Regions from separate parts of the Ovis aries genome. Here region 1 is linked to region 2. Evidence: chromatin contacts called from public Hi-C data. All regions are on one chromosome and are shown on one strand. The core of a region is the stretch at or near the end of the contact, and the rest is flanking DNA. Distances in the headings are between cores, read along the strand shown.

Evidence for each region. A called contact is a pair of places that touch in the nucleus more often than the background predicts.
Region 1: a contact with region 2 is called in a Hi-C map of hypothalamus, with 6 times the contacts expected there. The contact joins two enhancer-like sites. A contact is called at or near these places in 6 of 16 Hi-C or Micro-C datasets (blood, hypothalamus, liver and 2 more).

Annotation. Positions count from the first base shown.
Region 1 is chr1:237,404,968-237,411,734 of ARS-UI_Ramb_v3.0, forward strand. MED12L (mediator complex subunit 12L) reads right to left here. Exons shown (of 44, transcript XM_060394814.1): 43 at 3,565-3,646; 44 at 1-2,089. The coding sequence ends at 2,037. Among named protein-coding and RNA genes, the nearest start is that of IGSF10, 32 kb to the left of the region's middle. Within about 2 kb of position 4,859, at least 11 of the 54 cell types and tissues checked have an H3K27ac peak or open chromatin away from gene starts, as enhancers often do. A contact at or near this core is called in hypothalamus, where this site is marked.
Region 2 is chr1:236,696,336-236,703,076 of ARS-UI_Ramb_v3.0, forward strand. No RefSeq gene overlaps it. Among named protein-coding and RNA genes, the nearest start is that of TRNAC-GCA, 6.1 kb to the right of the region's middle. Within about 2 kb of position 3,051, at least 11 of the 54 cell types and tissues checked have an H3K27ac peak or open chromatin away from gene starts, as enhancers often do. A contact at or near this core is called in hypothalamus, where this site is marked.

The DNA.
Region 1 (6,767 bases), core at 3,609-6,108, 710 kb after region 2:
AGTGCATACAAATGCTATGCAATTATAACACTCATTCTTGAAACAGTCTTACTGCTGTTTGCAATATTGAGCTAGAAATATATACGGTTCAAACTGAAAGTGGCATTTCAGTAATTCTTGAAAAGACGAAAAATAACAATCAGGACAGAACATGACTCGTACTCACTAGGCACGACATTCACATTTCGGTTGTTTTTGCCAAGGCAGTCATTATATATTACTTTGAAGAAAAATAACTTTATGAACTCTATCACTCTGAAAAGGGAAAAAAACAAGAAAACGAAACCTGATATACAAAACTAGCTGAAATGTCAAGATTCATCTGAAAGCAGATAGAACATGTTAATTTAGTGAAAAGGATGGTCTTTAATGTTTTGGCAAAGTCTTTCTCAGCCCAGAGTAAACATGAAATGAGTGGGCTGGAGTGAAATTGTTTCACAGTGTACAAAGCAGTTCACATGGATGCTGCCACAGCAAAGTAAGCGGACATGGATTTGAGGTCATTTGCATGAGTGAAACTTTGCAATGAGTAACCCACCTAGGAAGATATAAATTATTTATATAATGATTTGCAAAGGAAATGATCTACTGAAGTTGTACCAGCTACATTTTAAAAAAAGTAGTCCTACATGGTTTGCTCATTATAGACAAATCTATTCACAGTATGTGCGACTATATTACATGTAAATTCATATGGCAAAAGAAAATGAATTAGCACAGAACATGGGAAAATATCCCCCACATGTTTTAAAATGCCCTGCAATTTTTCACATTCAAAATCTTATGCATCTAAGTCTAAAAAAATATTATATGGAATACTCTTAAGTTACACAAACTGATAATAATTTACTGTATTTTTTACTCTAATAGGAGCAAATTACCACATACTTGAACAAAGTTAAAATAGTTACTATTTCTTTATAATAAATTTGATGTATAATTTACTTTACTTGTGCTTTTTGCACCAATTTATAAATACAGTATATGCAATACACAACCAAGACAGACACCAACATTAATAATTAAATTCAAAATAGCAAATACTTACCATATAAAATAAACAGCAAATACATCTCTTATGAAAACCAGAGCCCTCTGGACTTGGGGGCCATACTCTGGAAACCAAGTCAAGTTTGAGCACTGTGGAATCTCAGGCCAGCTGCGAGATTTTTTTTTTTTCCCCTCAAGTTGGCATAAAGGTTCAGGAGAACCCAAACTGGACAGAGTCATTTTTGCCAAATATGGCAAATAATTGGATCAATTCCACTTCGGTTCATTCCGGCCTTTAGCATTTACATGCTGTACCTTCACAAAGACTCTGGTCAGTGATCCTGCCATGGAAAAATTTAGGACAGCTACTCCTAACGGGTTTCCATGTACCTCAGGGTGGCTCTCACAGAAGCCTTGGGTTAAGTTCTTGGTCTAAGAAGTTTAAGTTCTAAGCAACAATCTGTTTCAGCACCTTTTGACCACAACAAAAGCAAAGAAAAATCCTACATAAATAAGAACAAAGTTCATAAAGTGCTTATGAAATTACAAATATTTTAAATTAGAGCAATGCAAATATATGTCCACTTCACCACCAAAGGTGACTGCAGAGTAAATGGATCACCTTCCTGTCAAGATCTGACATGCCTTTCAAATCAGTAGTTTGGTCCAGCACAGTTTGCCCAAAAAAAAAAAAAAAATCATCAGTGAATACATAAATATTTTAAATCCACCATAATTCATTCTTTCTATAACTACGAGATTCAATAAGAGCACCAATTTTTAAGTCTGCTACCAAACTCTTCCTGCAGTAGGCCCACATGATCTACATTTTTAAACCTACTTTTCAAGTTGAATGAAATGAAACCAAACCACACCCTTTCTGTTACTTTTTGTTTCAACACCTTTGTACGAAATGTGGCGTAAAATATAGGAAAACTTCAGAGCAATGAAAAAACAGACATTTCCAAAGATGACTAATGCATTAAATGTGATTTTCTATTTTTCAGTGCAAACAGAAAAGTTTGTATCTTTGTCCTCTTCCAGACTCAGAAGTGTGAAGGATGCCCGTAGGGAGTCACTCCTTGCTGTGGCTGGTTACCTAGTGAGAGAAAAAAATTCAAACAAAATTGCAGATGCAAAATTAGGCTACAGATAGATGGTATGCACGTGTCACTGCTTTCAGTACCAGCCTCAGGAACAGGAGAACAGACTGGCCTGGGAGTCTAACACTAGACAGACCCTTGAGTGGCCAGGTCTTAACAGCACTCTTGGATTCATTCTGCAGAGGGGCCAGCTCTACATCACGGTCCCACACCTGTCAGCAAAAGGCCTTGGGATGTGGGTAACTGACCCATCAAAAGTCTCTATCCCTGAACCACCTAAATACTAACATTAAAAGGGACTGTTAAGTATCATAAAACGTTAAAGGTTCTCAACACTTCATAAAAGTACACCAGAAATTCTACTTTAACACTGACATTATAATAGTTGAAAGAGAAGTAGCTTGAAGTGGGCAGTTTTCTGCAAATGGCCATAGATACATCAGAGAGAACTAGGCAAGAGTGTATCCACATGAGAGAGAGGCTGCATGTATGAGACGAGCGTATGCCTATGCACGTATGTCTATGCACACAGACAAAGAACCATGCACAGGTTCAAAAAAATGACACAGGCTTAGAAACAGCTACTGCTCACACAACTCTGGTGGGACTGTTCAAATCCAGAGGCCCCATGCAAACAGACTATGGCATAAATGGAGCCCTCTGGAGATGTGCAATGGGCAGCTCAGCTTAGTCGCCCTTATTCAACAAAGGAGACCAGCATCACTGCTAATGTCAGGCAGCAGAATCTATACTGTGGTTAAAAGGTGGCTCTGGAATGAGTCACTCTGAGTTTTAGTCCCAGCTGTTGGCTGAGTAACCTTGGGAGACACGTCAGTGTCCCTGTTCTCTAGTCGTTTTCTCATCTGTAATATGGGAATAGCAATAATACCTTATCGCAGGTAAAGAATCTGCCTGTAATGTGGGAGACCAAGGTTCAGTCCCTGGGTTGGGAAGATCCCCTGGAGGAAGGCATGGCAACCCACTCTAGTATTCTTGCCTGGAGAATCTCATGGACAGAGGAGCCTGATGGTCTACAGTCCATGGGGTCGCAAAGTATCGGATACAACTGAGCGACTAACATGAGGTGGTTTAGAAATTAAGTGAATTAACACATGTAAAGTCATAGTGCCTGGGGGCCCTGAACCTGCCCCCTAGTACACTTGAGGGCATCAGCCAAGATGCTCTCTGGGGCATCTAGCTTTGCAAGAAAAGAACCTGTTGTTTCTTGGGGTCCCCGAGATGGAAAGAAACATTCCTAGACTCAGATGGAAGCAATAGGAAAACATCTTTGCTGAACTCAAGGAAAAGACTGGGGCTTCTGCAGGAAAAGAAGCCTTCAAACCATGACTGAACACAGTAGGGACAACCAGGACTAAAGCGAACAGGAAAGCGGCGAGGAAGACCGTGGTTTTTGAGGAGCAGCCAAGCTCCACCTCCTGGAAGCCGTGTGTTTCTGAGGGAGAATACTTACTGGAAAGCTGCTTCTGGAGCTGCCGCACCAGGGCAGCCGTCTGCTGTTGCTGCTGGGTCTGCTGCAAGCCTTGCCTGGGGAACTGTCATCGGGAGAAAGGAGAGAGTCAGCACCCATCAGAGAAAAGAAGAGAAAGCCTGCAGCCACGCCTGGTCCACATCTGGCCTTCACCTGAAAGTGCCTGATCCATTCCAAACCCATTTCCAGGTGGGGATGTAGCCTTTACCGGAGGAGCCCCGAGGAAGAGTCCAGAGGTGCCCAGTGGTTCACAGATCCTTGATCCCTCACCCATCACCAGCTGACTAGTTGGTGTCACTATATTACAAACCATTTGCAGCAGCAAACTGAAAGCTGCCTGGTGGGAGGATTGGGTCAAGTACCACAGGCCTGGCCTTGAGTGAATGGAGACAAGAGCGTGGGCACAGAGGCCTGGACCCCATTGGGACTGCACCTTCCTGCTTGGTGGAGGACAGAGGTTGGGTAGGATGAGACCAGAGAGGCACGGAGGAGGACCACACTTCGAGGAGGCGCTGGCTTCCAGAGTTCTACGTGTGCAGAACAATCCGAGGGCCTGAGTGCCCTGGTTCCAGCCATTAAGTTGATACAAGAAATTGCAGTAGTTATTCCAAAGAGGGGGAAAAAAACCTATGTGGCAGAAGTAAAACCACCTCTGATTAACATCATTCATAGTGCTGATTTACTTTCTTCCTTAACCTTCAGATTTCAGAGTGTCACTCTAGCCTTCCTTTTCTTTATACCTCTCCCCGCCCCTTCTTTCAGCCAGGCCTATGACTGTCCCAACAAAGGATGCATTCTGATGCAAGGTTATCTTAATCAGATACACATTGGGATTAATTAACTTACCTCCACAGGCCCATCCCCCACCCACTCGGGCTGGAGTGCTGGCCCACTGACCTCCTGACCTCTAAGCAGGGGTGGGGCGCACCCTGGAGATGGCAGGGCAGAAGCAGAGTCAAATCTCCGGTGTGTTTTCCTTTGCTTAGGAATAATGTGTTGGGTGTTTTCCTCCATTGCTATGACATCCAACAAATGAGTTATCCAAATCCAGGTGCTTTTCTGGATTCCAGGACGCCAAAGTGAGTAAACACAGTCCTTGCCTCCTGACAGCTGTGTCCTGACACTGTGACACCACTATCAGTGAGCAAAGGGACGAAGTAACAAGGCAACACTCAGCTTAAACCTGCACTGCCGACTGAGGCTCCACAGATAGACAGGCCCTCCTCTGATTGACAGGACACAAACCTTCCTCTCTACCAGCTTTGGCAGAAGAGACTGCAGCGCTGCCCAGGCCCCTCCTCTGAGCACGTGGATGGAACAATGTGTTCCGGATGGCAAACACAGAGAAGACCAGCAGCCAGCGGATTTCAGAGTACTTAGCATGTATTCATTTGCCGGCTAACTGGCAACTTCCACCCAGCCTTTTTTTATTTTTTAACCTGAACTAGTTTTTATTCTCAGTGAAAAAAAGAAACCCAAAGTATCAGTGCTGTTACCACAAATCTCCCAAGAAAGCCTTCCCCATACCTCCTTCCATAAATATGACTTCTCTTTTTCCTTCGGGGGCGGCGCAGGGGGGGGGGGCGGGACGGGGCGTGGACTCCTATTCATACAAAGGATGGCAATCTGGCTCAGTAAGTTCCATGGACCCAATTTTTTGGAGGAAAAAAAAAAAAAAAAGATTATTATCTGGCTAATTTGGAATTCCAGAGGCATTCTGAAAAATTTCTGACTGGAACATATGAACTCCTTGAGGAAAGTTACATGACAATTCCACCCTTATCTTTGATTAAAAGTTAATGTGATTATTTAAGTATCTATTTCTGCCATTATGCACATTTTTAAAAGCAAGTGTTCAACACAGTATGATATTGACATAACGATCAGTTAATTTTAAAAGCCATCTTTCCAAAGCTTTCTGTTAGCATGTTTTCCTGGCCACCCAACTATGGCAACCTGAATTCAAGATGAAAAGAAATTATGAGCACGATAGTGTAAACACTATTTTCTTTAAAGCTGGAAGCAACTTTAAAGAAAAAAATCATAGCCTGCTAACATAGTAAATTTAATCATAACAATTCATGAGCTTTAAAAGTATTTTTCAAGTCAATAACCATAAAACAGACCAAAGCCTGAGATGCCAAATCTAATTCTTCAGCAAGGGCACCCACTCTTTTCCAGATGCTCTTCCTTCACAGAAGGCAAGTGACTTGAGTAAGCAAATGACAACTCCTGATTTAATTTCTAAGCACGGGCTTTTCTTGTATTTTCTTTCTTAGAGGAAAGTTCTATTTTCTGATGACACTTTCTGAAAAAGCACTGGTTCTGTTGTAAGTCCATTTTGACTCTTAGGTGCACTTACAGAAATGACGAGCCTGCACACAGGGGTGTTGATGATAACTGTCTACATGACCCAGCTGCTGTTGTCAACAAGGAAACAGCCTGATAAGGAACTAGTAGTCAAAAGCAGTAACCAAATACAAATGTATCTTGAGGTCCCCTGCATTCACTTTCCTCTTTCAAAGCTTCCCATACTTCTCCTACTCCTCTTGACCTCTGTTGCTGCCGCTACTGCTGCTAAGCCGCTTCAGTCGTGTCCGACTCTGTGCCACCCCATAGACGGCAGCCCACCAGGCTCCCTCGTCCCTGGGATTCTCCGTTAGGGGTTGAATTATTTCCCCCCGCAAAAGATTCACTAGCATCCTAACCATCAGTACATCAGAAAGTGACTTCAGTTGGAAACAGAGTCTCTTTTTTAAAAAAGGGAAATCTGGACACAAACACAGAGAGAACATCATGAAAGGATGAAAGGGAAGATCAGGTGATGTGTCTACAAGCCAAGGAATGCTCCAGATTGCCAGGAAACAATCAGAAGCTCAGAGAGAGGTGTGGCTCAGGCTGTCAGAGAAACTGGCTACACCCACTCGATGATCTTGCACTTTGAGTCTCCAGAATGGTGAGAGCACAAATTTCTGATTGTTCAAGCCACACCCTTGGTGGTATATCATTACAACAGCTCTGGAAATACACACAACCCCACCAGGCTTCCACCACTTTCCGGGGCTCAGGCTGACATCTAACAGCCTTCGATGATTCTAAGCCATCCGGGGGCAGGATGCGAGCCTGGCACATCACCTCTGTGCTCCGTGACCTTAGGCACCGTGCTGGCCTCCACTGCACATCTG
Region 2 (6,741 bases), core at 1,801-4,300:
CTGTTTGCGACTGCATGGACTATAGCCTGCCAGGCTCCTCTATCCATGGAATTCTCCAGGCAAGAATACTGGAGAGGGTTGCCATTCCCTTTTTCAGGGGATCTTCCTGACCCAGGGATTGAACCTAGGTCTCCTGCATTGCAGGCAAATTTTTTACCGTCTGAACCACCAGGGAAGCCCCATCAGCTGGTTGGAACATCAAAACGCTAATTTTTACAAATTGCTAGAAGCTGGGTGTGGACTAATGAGAAAGTCCCGAGAGCCATGGACCTCTCGGAGAGGTCTTAACATTTTTATGGCTTTTACCACTTGGCTCTCATGATGTAGATCTAAGAAAGACCTCCTGTGGCTCTGGCCAGAGTGGGTGGGAAGACCAACCCGCAAAATAGACCAAGAGCTTTCTCCACAATAAAGGCTTACAGCTCAGGTTAACCCTTGTGTAAAGAATACATTTTATTGGTTTTTCCTTGTGCCTTAAGGTGAACAATTGAGAAAATACTGGTTTAAGCCAGCAGTTCAGAAATGTGGGTCCTGGGATAAGAAGCATCAGCATGTTCTGGGAACCTGTTAGAAATGCAGGTCTTTGGAATCCACTTCAGGACTACTGATTGGACACTCTAGGGGTGGGGCCAGACATTAGTGTTTTAACAGATCTTCCAGGAAATTCTGATGGAGCTAACAGTTGAGGCATAAGAAGTTTGAGAAAAATAGAGAGCCCAAGACAGATCCTTTGCGTTAACAGGGGCTCTTCTGTGATGTGAGGGCATCTAGATGTTTCCTTGTGCTTGTTTGGTATAGGGAAGGGGGTGAGGAAGAAGGCTACTGAAAACCAGAAGACTTAGAATGGCCTTTCCAGAGTCTGGAATAGATGCGCAGGGAGTTGAAGCCACGAGCAACTCCCCTAAACCAGGGGTTTCCAGGGGTTGGCGGCATCTGAAAGAATCAAGGGGAAGCCAAGGCAGCAACAAGGTGGACCAACCGCCCGTTTTGCACATACCAGCACCCAGGGAGGGTACAGTGAGCTTCTGGTGAGCTGTTAACAGAAGGGGAAGGAAGCATAAGCTCTCAGAATGTTTGTATAAAGTAAGACTATTTTCATGTCTAATATGGAATATAAAGTTATACCCACACCCTTTCCCTGCCTAAACCCTAACCAGTTAACTTGGAGCTCATGAAGCAGTCACAGACAAATTTAAAAAGATGACAAAACCAACAATTTTGAAATTGTAGAGAGTGCATATATTTTGACACAACTACATAAAGTTGCTTAATAACATTTGGTTATCTAGAAAATATTTGAGAATTAAAGTCTTTTTTTTTTTTTCAGATTTCTTTTCTCAAATAGTCTCTATGAAGTGAATTTAATGGAAATATTGACTACTGAAATAGAGATGTTGCGGTGAAAAACTGAAACCACTAGAGGGCAGTAAAAGCACATTTCTTGTGTTGCAGCAGATTTAATTATAACTTTAAACCAAACACTACCCAAATGCCCTTTTTTGTATTTCTACCTTGGTCTAGAGTTACACCTCACCTCCGCAGTTCAGATTCCTAGAGAATTTCTCCATGTAGGTAAAACAACAACAACAATTATTTTCAATGCACACATTTTTGTTTATCTGCTCTATTTTCGCTGTGGCTTGTAATGATATAATCCTGAGACATTGAACAATTAAGTCATAAGTTCAATGTCTTCTCCTCAATAACCTATTAGGTTCATGGAAGTATATCCCCAAATTCATCTATATATGTGGACACCCATGGTTGTGTGCATGTGTTTACCCAGAAAAGTTTGAGTAAATAAATAAAATATTGTATGTAATCATACAGTGAGCCAGCAGAATTCTTTGCAGGCACATTCATAAAGTATCTTTATTCTTTCTTATCACTGTCCTGTAAACCCACTGTCAAAACTGACCTCTTTTTCATGACCATCTTGGATAAATCTTGGGCAAGTCCCATAATTTCTCAGAAGTTAAAAAAAAAAAAAGTCAAGTTATTTTGTTTCCTTCTCAGCTTATCTCATTTCAGTAAGTAAAATGAGACGGACTTCAGTAAGTCCGTCTTATAAAATACTTAAAATTCTAAACTTCGTGTAAAGTTTATCTTCCCTGTTTTGTCTGCTCTTGCAGGGGGGAGAAGTGCTGGGGTGGCGACACCCATTCAGGTTGGTTTCTCTGCCTAGTTTCTACTCACCTGGCTGCTTACTAGGCTGCCTCTGACTTCCGGAAGATTGAGAGAAAGAGGGGGAAGAGAGGTACAGAGATGACTTTCTTTGAAATCTGTGATACACACTGATTTTCTCTGGCTGTGGAAGAACTTTATGCCTAACTTCTCTTGAGTTAACTTGTGGGAACTTCGAGAGCTGCGTGATTTCACTACTAGATCGAGGGCCATCTTAATTGGTGTGAGCCCCGTGCAGACTCTCAGGACCTTAGGGGGGCCTCAGGCTTGTTTTAATGCTCTGTCATCACCATCTTGAAATGTTTAAATTTTGAGCAAGAGCACGCTGCGTTTTCCTTTTTTACTGCATCCTTATGTGCTAAGTTGCTTCAGTCGTCTCCAACTCTTTGTGACCCTATGGACTGTAGCCCTCCAGGCTCCTCTGTCCATGGGATTCTCCAGGCAAGAATACTGGAGCGGGTTGCCATGCCCTCCTCCAGGGGATCTTCCTGACCCAGGGATTGAACCCTCATCACTTGCATCTCCTGCATGGGCAGGTAGGTTCTTTATCACTAGCGCCATGACCCGGCAAATTACAAAGCAAGTCCTAAGTGAGCCACTCAGCTTCAGCTCCATTGCCAGGCAGTGCCTCTCCTCAGCTGAAAATCTACAGTCTCCCCCTCAATCTCTTTCTGGTCAGATAACCTCTACAGCAGAAACCAACTTGGGCAGGATTCCATGAACTGAGACCACAAGCCAATATCCCTACTTAGCTTCTTGTGTTGTAGGAAAGCAAACACTTCGGGAAGAACAGCGATTGGAAACCTCTAAGCTGGTGCTACAAGTTCTCTGTGGAGTCAGACTCTCCAAAGAGACTTTTGTCCTCAGCCATGAGTCAGATGATTCTATTGTTTTAAATGACAATGGTCCCACTGAAGCTCTCCTTGAAACCCCCCTCCTCCAGATAATTGTCAAATCAATCCTTCATCTAACTCTCTGACTTCTTCACCTCAATTCTTTTATATCCTCAAGAGGAATGAGGAGCTGAGGGTCTAAACTTCCGTTTTTGGCTCTCCTATGCAGGATCTCCAAAGGGGTTTAGCGTCACTCTGAAAACTGCTGGTTCTTGCCCTCTGTTCTTCTGTTCTCAGCCTTTTAAGAAACTTGGCAGAAGCAGAGTCCCAGGACAGTGCTCAACCACATCATTTATAACAACAAATTCTTATTTAAAGGGAGAGATTTTGAAATTAAAATTCTTGAGAAACATTTTAAGTAACACCAGTTCTATAAAGATGTTAATAACCTCATCTATAGAAAAGTTCCATTCAAATATGTTGAGCATCTCTTTTGTCTAGGAACCAGCATTAAGTTCGATTGATATGCAAATTAATAAGACTCTTGGTGAGCTCACAGTTAGGGGACAACATAGATGATTTTGTGAAGATGGGTGATAATAAAGTTTTGTCTTGGGTTTTGTGCAACTTTCCTGAGCTTGTGGGTGAGAGCCGGGGTTGTGGAGCTTCTTCCCTGAAGCTTCCTGATTGATAGATCGCTTAAAGCGTCTGTCTACAATGCGTGAGACCAGGGTTCAAGCCCTGGGTTGGGAAGATCCCCTGGAGAAGGAAATGGCAATCCACTCCAGTACTATTGCCTGGAAAATCCCATGTATAGAAAGGAGCCTGGTAGGCTACAGTCTGTGGGGTCGCAAAGAGTCGAACACGACTGAGCGACTTCACTTCACTTCACTTCGTAGGACCACTCCTCATAGCTGACTCTCTGGCTCCACCATATCCACAGTGGAGTTGGGACAGGATGAATTCCCAGCTTACACACTTTTAGACAAGGGGTTCCATTTTACCCATAAACTATTTTATGCCTATTCAAAACTAAGTTCCATAGCAAAGCTTTGCATAAGGCATCTTGCATTTTTTCCTATCTTGTTGCTATAAGGAATCAGTATTAGAGCCAACAGACAAAAACCTTTTTTAGCTTCTCCTTCAGTGTGTGACAAACAGTCCACAAACAGAAGTGGGTGGATATCAGACTCTGTGTGTTCCATTAATAGATAGAAGAGGGAAGCCAATAGCGGCATTCTCGGTGACACTCCATATCTTAATGTGGAATTTTGCCCCCTCTTCCTTTTTATTTCCCTCCTTGGAGAGGTCCTATTATGATTAATAAAATCTTATTAAATCTTTTAGGTTATGAACCCCTTTCAGAATGAAGGGGACATTTAGATATCTATCAAGGAAAAAAATCTCCTAAATTCATTGAGTTAAAAAAAAAATCCCATTTAGTAGGAAAGGAAACAGGGGATAGGGTGGATTTCAATTTGGAATTTCCTGGACATAGCAATTATAAAGTGATTCACAACTTGGAAACATCTGCCCAGATTTTGTCTTTTTGCTACTAAAGAAAGAAAATCAATGCATAATGATTACAGAGTTTGATAACTGGATCATTTTCTAAATATGCTGACTTAACTGGGTGTTATTTGTCTTGTGTGTGTGTGTGTGTGTGTGTGTGTAACTCAGTCATGCTGTTTTTCTTGGGGGAGGGGATCACATTTTGCGTAAATATCCTCTGCAATAATGGAGCCAAAACACGCCTTCTGATCAGCCCTGATGTGTTTCTTCCCTGAAGCACTGAAATCATCTTGTACCACTTTCAAATCATCATGTATCACTCTCAGTACAAAGCAGCAGTATTTCTGAAGCAATATCAATTGCTCCATAGCCTGTGCATTGGGCATTAGTACATCATATCATATACTTTTCATTAATGATAATTTCTCCCATTTTCAGAATAAGGATCTCACACTTTCAGGAAAGATGTCAGGAAGGCTCATTGCTCATCTGTACCTGCATCTTCCCAAGGGATATCTGTTTTTCAGTTATTCCTTTCTATCTAGATATATACTAGAGTTAAAGCTGTAAAGTCCTCATCTGCTATTGTTAAAACCTCTGGTGGAAGGCCCAGATTTTCAGTCATGTCTCTGTCCACCGCAACTTTGAGAGGTCCACTCAATTTATACCCCAGTGGAGGGTATCAGAGGTCTGAGGGTCAAAACTTTCTTACAGAGCATTTGCCTTTTCTGGCTGAACTCTGGACAATAACAAACGATTAAGTCATACTCTTATGGCTAGAATATTTGAATGAAGAGTTCCAAAGAATAGCAAGGAGAGATAAGAAAGCCTTCCTCGTTATCAATGCAAAGAAATAGAGGAAAACAACAGAATAGGAAAGACTAGAGATCTCTTCAAGAAAATTAGAGATACCAAGGGAACATCTCAAGCAAAGGTGGGCTCAATAAAGGACAGAAATGGTATGGACTTAACAGAGGCAGAAGATGTTAAGAAGAGGTGGCAAGAATACACAGAAGAACTATACAAGAAAGATCTTCATGACCCAGATAATTACGATGGTGTGATCACTCACCTAGAGCCAGACATCCTGGAATGTGAAGTCAAGTGGGCCTTAGAAAGCATCACTACGAACAAAGCTAGTGGAGGTGATGCAATTCCAGTTGAGCTATTTCAAACCCTGAAAGATGATGCTGTGAAAGTGCTGCACTCAATATGCCAGCAAATTTGGAAACCTCAACAGTGGCCACAGTACTGGAAAAGGTCAGTTTTCATTCCAATCCCAAAGAAAGGCAATGCCAAAGAATGCTCACTACCCAAAATTGCATTTATCTCACACACTAGTAAAGTAATGTTCAAAATTTTCTAAGCCAGGCTTTAGCAATATGTGAACCGTGAACTTCCAGATGTTCAAGCTGGTTTTAGAAAAGGCAGAGGAACCAGAGATCAAATTGCCAACATCCGCTGGATCATGGAAAAGCAAGAGAGTTCCAGAAAACATCTATTTCTGCGTTATTGACTATGCCAAAGTCTTTGACTGTGTGGATCACAATAAACTGTGGAAAACTGTGAAAGAGACGGGAATATTAGACCACCTGACCTGCCTCTTGAGAAACCTATATGCAGGTCAGGAAGCAACAGTTAGAACTGGACATGGAACAACAGACTGGTTCCAAACAGGAAAAGGAGTATGTCAAGGCTGTATATTGTCACCCTGCTTATTTAACTTCTGTGCAGAGTACATTGTGAGAAACCCTAGGCTGGAAGAAGCACAAACTGGAATCAAGATTGCTGGGAGAAATATCAATAACCTCAGATATGCAGATGACACCACCCTTATAGCAGAAAGTGAAGAAGGGCTAAAGAGCCTCTTGATGAAAGTGAAAGAGGAGAGTGGAAAAGTTGGCTTAAAGCTCAACATTCAGAAAACGAAGATCATGGCATCTGGTCCCATCACTTCATGGCAGATAGATGAGGAAACCATGGAAACAGTGGCTGACTTTATTTTTTGGGGGCTCCAAAATCACTGCAGATGGTGATTGCAGCCATGAAATTAAAAGACACTTACTCCTTGAAAGAAAAGTTATGACCAATCTTCGGTTCAGTTCAGTTCAGTTGCTCAGTAGTGTCCGACTCTTTGCGACCCCATGAACCACAGAATGCCAGGCCTCCCTGTCCATCACCAACTCCCGGAGTTCACCAAAACCCATGTCCA